Regions from separate parts of the Zea mays genome. Here region 1 is linked to region 2. A link is a contact called in public Hi-C data. All regions are on one chromosome and are shown on one strand. The core of a region is the stretch at or near the end of the contact, and the rest is flanking DNA. Distances in the headings are between cores, read along the strand shown. Region 1 has its middle 6.4 kb from the start of LOC103651132. Region 2 holds the start of LOC100282350 (early nodulin 20).

Region 1 (3,387 bases), core at 19-2,518, 110 kb after region 2:
TGTGATATTATAACCACACTAACCACAGCTAGCTACATCAATATAACTCCGGCAATATAAAATTACGTGTTGCTTACCCTCAGCAATATAAAATTACATGTTGCTTACTCTCTGTCACACACACATACACACAATCTCCAGCTAGCTAGATCGATTGGGTTGGTTAAGCTAAACCAGTTTGAGATTGTTAAGACGTCGCCCTTTTCTTGATGCGGAGTTGTACAGACCGCTCTAAAGACATTCATCATGCGCGTCAACTAAGAGTTTGATAAAGTTCAACAGCTGAAAGAAATGTCACGTGGCAATGGGTATGTTTAAATGCACTAAAGCTAATAGTTGGCTACTAAAATTAGTCGTATACATCCAAACAGTCTAGATAAAAGTTCAACAATTAGACATTTTTAGCAAATTAGATAATAGCTAGCTAAATATTTTTAGCAAATTAGCAAATTTCACTAGCAATTTTGGTAACAGAGAAATTTGGGTAAGAAAAGATATGTTTGAAAATTACAATCTTAATGATAAATCAGCAATCTAGAAAACGCTAGAGCCCATCAGCCAACAGTTATACATGTCCCCTCTCTATCTGTAACATGTTTTTTCTCTTTTGGGTACGCTCGGGACCATAGGTCCTACTATGACGATATTACAAAATGATACTCCCTCCGTTTCTTTTTATTTGTCGCTGGATAGTGTAAAATTGCACTATCCAGCGACAAATAAAAAGAAACGGAGGGAGTACAAACTATGTACTATAAATATTAATATCTTTTTTATATATTTAGTTCAAATTAAAAAAAATGATTGACTCTTAAAGATAAGAACGTCAGCTGTTTTGGGACGTGGGAGAAGAATCAACATGGTCTTTGTATGTACGTCTTATCGCTTGCTAGTACATATAAGAGGTGTCCGACGCCCCTAGGCCCAGCAGAAAAACATCGAAACCTGGGCCTAAAGATAGAACACATATAGAGGGCTTGTAGCTAATAACGACTGGGCTTGATAATATAAGTCCCAGCTGGGCTCCCATAGATGAAAAAAAAAAGGAACGCTGCACCTATTATTTGGTGTGGAGGAAGGGCTAGCCTAGAGGTTTCTTGCAAGTTGCCAAACAAACCGGCGCGGCCTATTATTTGAGCGCCCGGGGAAAGGAAAGGAAACAGTGTCGTGTCGGATCTCGTATCTGGACAGTTGGGATGGAGCGCGTGCGGAGGGTTGAATCGCGCACAGTTGCCTTGGTCGTGAGACACAGCGCCGGCATCGCACCTGCGGGCGTGCGGTAGGATAGCGACCAGATGGAGGCCAGGGCGGGCCCGCCGGTAGCTGGGAATGTCCCCTGCCTCGTCGCTGTCCCACGGGCGCGGTTCACGGCAAGATGCAGCGCACCAATGATTCCGCCCGGCGCCCTCCACCGTGCGCGGAGGGAGGCGAGACACCAAAAGAAGCCCCGAGCCACGTCGTGGTCCGCGCACAGCGCGTGGCATGGCATGTCCCCCGCCTGGTGATTCGACGGCACGAATCGTCCGTCAGCCATCGATCGTTAGCTGGGGCGGAGTTAATGGACGCGACGCAACCAGATTTCCCCGCCATTTATCAGTCCAACTAGATCGCTCCGTCGTCCATTCACTGGGGGAAACCCCCTTTTTTGGCGCGTACTTGCTGGGCGTGGGAATCAAACGCGGGGCCGGATCGGAGTGTGGCATGGCACCAAACGTTACGAGACAAGGGATTGAATGGCGCTCTGATTCCCTGCCTCCCTCCCTCCCCTCTTGTTTACTCGCCTCAGTGCCTCATCTGCAACTGTAACATATGCCTTTGGTAGCCATGCAGCCCGACGGGCCATCGATGGCGCATAGGACAGCAGAGCACGGGGGGGCCGGCATTCCTATCCTACCCATGCCCTGCCGCGGCCGGGAGTTGGAGGCGGGAGCGCGCGCGCGTGCGACGCCTTTTCCTTTCGGCTGACGACGACGCGTGGGATGCGGCGACGGAGGGATGGGCCGGCCGGCCGAGGCCGCGGAGCGAGCCACGTCGACGTCGAGGGGGGGATGCCGCACCAGCCAGCACCAGGCTGGCCCCCCGTCAGCGCGCCACCGTCCCCTCCCCTGCCCTGCATTAACCGGTGGCATGGGGCGGGCCGCGGGCGGGGCAACATGTCCCGTGCTCCACGCTTCTTTAAACTCCCACCCAACCGGCCAGCCCAACCACTGTCGCTTATTCTGAGGGATCTTATCAGGAACCCAAGGATTTCTGTAGCGGCATAGCTAGCATCGGATGGGAGCGAGCGACGACGCACAGCAGGTTGGGGCGGGGCGTTGCAGTGCTCCAGTGCTCGATCGGTGTCATGCTGCAAGCCCGTATGGGTCTGACTGATCGGCATACTATGCGGCTGTTGACCAGTTGGACGACGCTGCACTGACGAGACCGCACGGCCGATTGACCAGGTCAAAATGGTCTGACAACTGGTAGTCAGTCTGGATGAGGGGCAAGCAATGATTGGCAGTTGCACGCACGCACGCACGCTACAGGAGCAGCACGTTCGGTACAGAGCGATTGGCCGGTTTGGCAGCACTCCCCGGCCGCTCCAGGTCCCCCTCTCCCGCACACAACACAACACACAATGACACAAACCCCCGTGCCAGTCAGTCCGGCAGCCCCCAGCCCCATTCCAGCAAGCCGCGCACGCCCGGAGCCGCGGAGATCATTACCGCCAAAGGTGCGCCACCGCGCCGGGGGCCGCCCTGTCGTCTTTGTACCGTGCCGTCCACATGGATGCCTGCCTGTTTGTTGCCTGGGGGTGTGCTGTAGCGGTAGGCTCGCGCTCGCCTGTTCCGGCTTTAAACGCAACGCCTTTCGGCCTTTGCCTTTGTCGTCTGCTCCCCTTGATCCGCCGATCGCCACCAGCTCCGATCCCCCTCACGACTGGGGGTGGACGAACTAACGTTTCGGCCTTTTGAATCGATGTCTTTACGATCCAATCGCTGGAATTTGTACGAGTTCGTGTGTAAAGACCTGATCCAAACGCTCGCGGTTCCAGGAAGATTGGCAACCAGGCATGCCCACGTATAAGCGCCCCCGGTGCTTTATAGAACAACTAATTAAGCTAGTATACTGCTGGAGCTGGAGTACAAAGTCACGGCTAGAGAGGGAACGCTAGCTTGTCATATGCATGGAATCGTACATGGTTGTATGCAATTTATTTGTAGGAATTTTAAATCCATGTACCACTCCTCATTTCTACCCTCTCTAGCTAGTAATTGATGAGGCGATTTTACTAATACAATGAGGAGTGGTGCTAAACTAAGGGCACATATGTAAAAATGCCTAAAGTATGGTAAAAAAAACTTAGCCTAAATCACTGTTTTTTTATGGTTAGGGTTCGAATAT
Region 2 (3,734 bases), core at 1,168-3,667:
TTTTAAGTCATATTTTCCAGGATCACCTATTCATCCCCTCTAGGTGCCATCAAGTATACATGGTATAGTTCAAATGGATGCAAGGTGGACATGTACTTAGGCAAAGTGATGGTCCAAATTATCTAAGACCTCATGTAGGACATTGTAAGCCATGTTGATGGCCTACAAGACATTCGAAGAGTCTAAGACACCAGGAAGTAGAAGCCTAAACAAAAAGACATACATAAAAGTAAAGCCACCAAATTAAAGTTGAGACAAAGATGGTTGAATTGGAATTGTCTCATGATTTTGGACCTGTTCAAATTTACATGGCTTCATCTCTAAAATGTAGAGGTTTTCATTAGCTATCAAAAAGTTCAAGATTACCAAAACCATAGTTCAGAGCTAAAAGTTATGCCCAAAATATGAAAGTGTGTCACGCTGGAAAAACAACACCACATATGCCTGGTGCTCCCTGTCTGGTGCATAGAGGACATAACTGTGACTTCTATTGAACCACCAGGCATATCTGGTACTTCTATCTAGTGTAGGTGTCCGATGCTCATAGAAAAACATCATAACAATCAATTTTTAGTGCTATCAGAAGTCTGGCGTGATATTTGGTGCTACCAACGTACATGTTCGGTACATACACAGATTGCTGCAACTTTTGGCAATGGCTAATTTTGGACTTTGGGCCTATAGATACCACCCCAACCATCTATTTTAAGTGTGTGAGACCTGAAAACTTGTATAATGCTTAGTGATATACATGATGATTAGTTTAGGTGCTTCGCAAAGTGCTTAGTCTAGTTAGACCACTCGTTATGTGCTTACACAGTCTTCATATCGTTTGTTAAAAGAAGAAGGAACTAAAAACATATATCGATTTTGATCTTGTGGTGATCAGGACTTGCGACTCCTCACTTCTGAATTTTGGCAGACCGCATCTACAATTACAATAATGTTTGTGATTCTTTTCTCATACTCGATGTCCTCGATGTCACTGGCCCTGTCTATAACCCTGGTAGTCAAAGGCGTCGTAGAGGCGGTAGTTTATGCAACTTGCATATCATGCTCGTCGTGGTAGAGAGCGTCATCTGGAAGTCGGGTAGGGCCTCACTCATCGTGCTCGCCGTCGTATATGGTCGCTAGGGGTGGTAATGAATCATGATCTAAATATTTCTTCACAGTTTTTTAAATCCTTAAATTAATTTTAGTTGAAAAATAAATAGAAATAAAGCCAGATTCTAACTCGATACAATCCTTAAATTGTAGTATAGTGTAAAATTTAGACTCCCACTACCACCCCTACTCGTCGCAGAGTCGCAGTACACCGGTGGGCATTACATGGGCTTCAAGCTGACCTGCTGATGAAGAACAAGAAACAGATAAGTGCAAAATTACTGCCGCCGATAGTGAATACGAGCCGTGGCTTTGTATGGATGCTGTGAAAATAAGATATGACCATCGATCGTAGCCAGCAGCCGAACAGGCAGGTCATGAACTCCAACGTGCCGACTGCCGTGGCCGTTCGTCTCGTCCCCCTCCCGATCCGCCGTGCATGCCGGCAAGGCGCGCGTGCGGAGGGTGCCATACTGCCACCCTCCGCTTTTGCCAAAAGCGAGCTCAATTTTGCTATGCTCCCGGGCGCTTTTTGGCGCACTTGCGATCAGCCGCTGCTGCGCTCGCAATCGCACGCACGCACATGCACGGCAGGACCGGCGGCCGAGTGCTCTCGCCAGTCCCTACGCTCTTGGACTGTTCACCCGGCCGCGTCCTGCTCCGGCCAGATTCCACGTTCCTGTGCGAATGGAATGTTTCATCTCGGTCCCTTGCTCTGCTGGTGGCTGGTGCGCGCGCGCGTTCGCCGGAGTATTGGAAGGCACGGACAAGCACAAACCGCCGTGTGCGACAGGGCGGTGGGGACGCTCGGTCGGTGCATGCGCGCGCGAAACGGCTCTGTCTGCGGACCTTCCCATTGTTTTGCACCGCCCGGCGCGTACGCGATGGCCTGATCTGTGCATGAGGCCGGGGGTCGCCCGCCGGCGCCGTGCGAGGTAGCCTGGCGCAGCGTTTCCTTGCGGCTTGTCAGCGAGCGGCGGTGAACTATGCAAACGACCTCTGCGTGCACAGGGAACGTACCGTTCGTCTGGACTTACGTGCACATGGCCTGTGGATCAGAAGCTAATAAAGTACATGCCGAACAGAAACTTACCATTTGCAGGGAAGGAAACGGGCGAATATACAGCACTGATCTACTCTGCCAAACTGTTCCGAGACACCTACCAACTCCTTGGACGTTTCCATGTACCATGATACGTCACAGTGAAATTCCGTGCCAGAGTCTGTAACCGTTGCAGCATGTTGGGGTTTACCGACGCAGCGGTACGGTACCGCCTTGGCGTATATATATGGACGACCAGAGACTGCACCTTGTTGGCAACCTCAGACGACTCCAGACGCAGCGTCAACCTCTGCGGCGAAGATGGGAAAGATGAAGGCAGTGGCGTGCGTCGCCTGCTGGGCGGCATTGTCACTGATCAATGTCGTGATGGCCGTCGATTACGTCGTCGGCAACCCGGCCGGCGGCTGGGACGGGAGGACCGACTACCAGTCTTGGGCCGCAGCCGAGACTTTTGCTCCGGGAGATACCCTAAGTAAGTGTCATCACCAGGTTTCAGCTCGTATTTTGTTGCCATCAGCTCGTATGCATAGACTTTGTCGGCTGTCAATGTCATTGTGCGTTGCGTTGCATCTCGGGGAATTCTCATCGCGTTGACTATTCCTATATGCACATGCAACACGTACGACGTGCGATGCATGCAGCCTTCAAGTACAACTCATACCACAGCGTCATGGAGGTGACCAAGAGCGCCTTCGAGGCGTGCACCACGACCGACCCGATCTTGTACGACAACAGCGGCAGCACCACCGTCGCGCTCACCATGCCGGGGACGCGCTACTTCATCTGCGGCGCGCCGGGACACTGCCTGGGCGGCATGAAGATGCAGGTGCAAGTCGCCGACCGACCCGCACCCACCACACCCAGTTCGCCGCCGCCGCCGCCAGCACACGCGAAACAGAAGCGGCATGCAACGGCACCATCACCGACGCCTATGCCGTGGGCTCCAGCGCCGACACCATGGTCGCCCGCGCCGGCACCCGCGGCCGCGCCACCGAGACGTGCAGGGCACAAGAAGAAGCACAAGAAGAGGTACTGCCCGCCTGAAACCGTGCATGCGCCCGCACGGGCCCCCACCCCCACAGTGCAGGCCGTCGAAGCAGACTTTCCGTTCGCGGCGTTTGCTCCTATGACAGCTCCGCCGCCGCCGCCGCCAACGTCGGGAGGGCTTGCATGGCGGCGAGCAACGTGTGGCGAGGCTACTGCGGCCTTAGCCGCTCTCGTCTGGTTCATGCTCCTCTGAGCCGGGGAGGTTTCAGATCCGAAGATTTTAGACGCCAGGTCATATTATATGAATATCGTGTGCACGTACGTTTTGCTTATAATTTATATACATGTTTACTAGAATGTGGTATTTGTTGAGATTCTGGGTTTGTATCTTTCGTGCGTTATGAGGTAATGAAGTTGTAGCATACTCCCAATTCTATTTTAACAAGTGTTCGCTCGTTTTCAATTGAGCCAACTATACAACGGGCTATTAGCTATAGGCTGGATTCAGTGCTCCTAGAATGTATGAATTGGTCCTTTGTCTACCCCAACTTTATTACCGTCGAATTACACAATACACATG

What was found. Hi-C and Micro-C count contacts between places; a contact is called where the count stands out from the background.
Region 1: a Hi-C map of tassel shows a contact between it and region 2, with 4 times the contacts expected there. The contact joins the enhancer-like site here to the promoter of LOC100282350 in region 2. A contact is called at or near these places in 2 of 25 Hi-C or Micro-C datasets (leaf and tassel).

The regions. Positions count from the first base shown.
Region 1 is chr3:195,158,678-195,162,064 of Zm-B73-REFERENCE-NAM-5.0, forward strand. No RefSeq gene overlaps it. Among protein-coding and RNA genes, the nearest start is that of LOC103651132, 6.4 kb to the right of the region's middle. Within about 2 kb of position 1,269, at least 19 of the 20 cell types and tissues checked have an H3K27ac peak or open chromatin away from gene starts, as enhancers often do. A contact at or near this core is called in leaf and tassel, where this site is marked.
Region 2 is chr3:195,045,540-195,049,273 of Zm-B73-REFERENCE-NAM-5.0, forward strand. LOC100282350 (early nodulin 20) reads left to right here and starts at 2,418. Exons shown (of 2, transcript NM_001367063.1): 1 at 2,418-2,639; 2 at 2,809-3,586. The coding sequence starts at 2,468. The coding sequence ends at 3,407.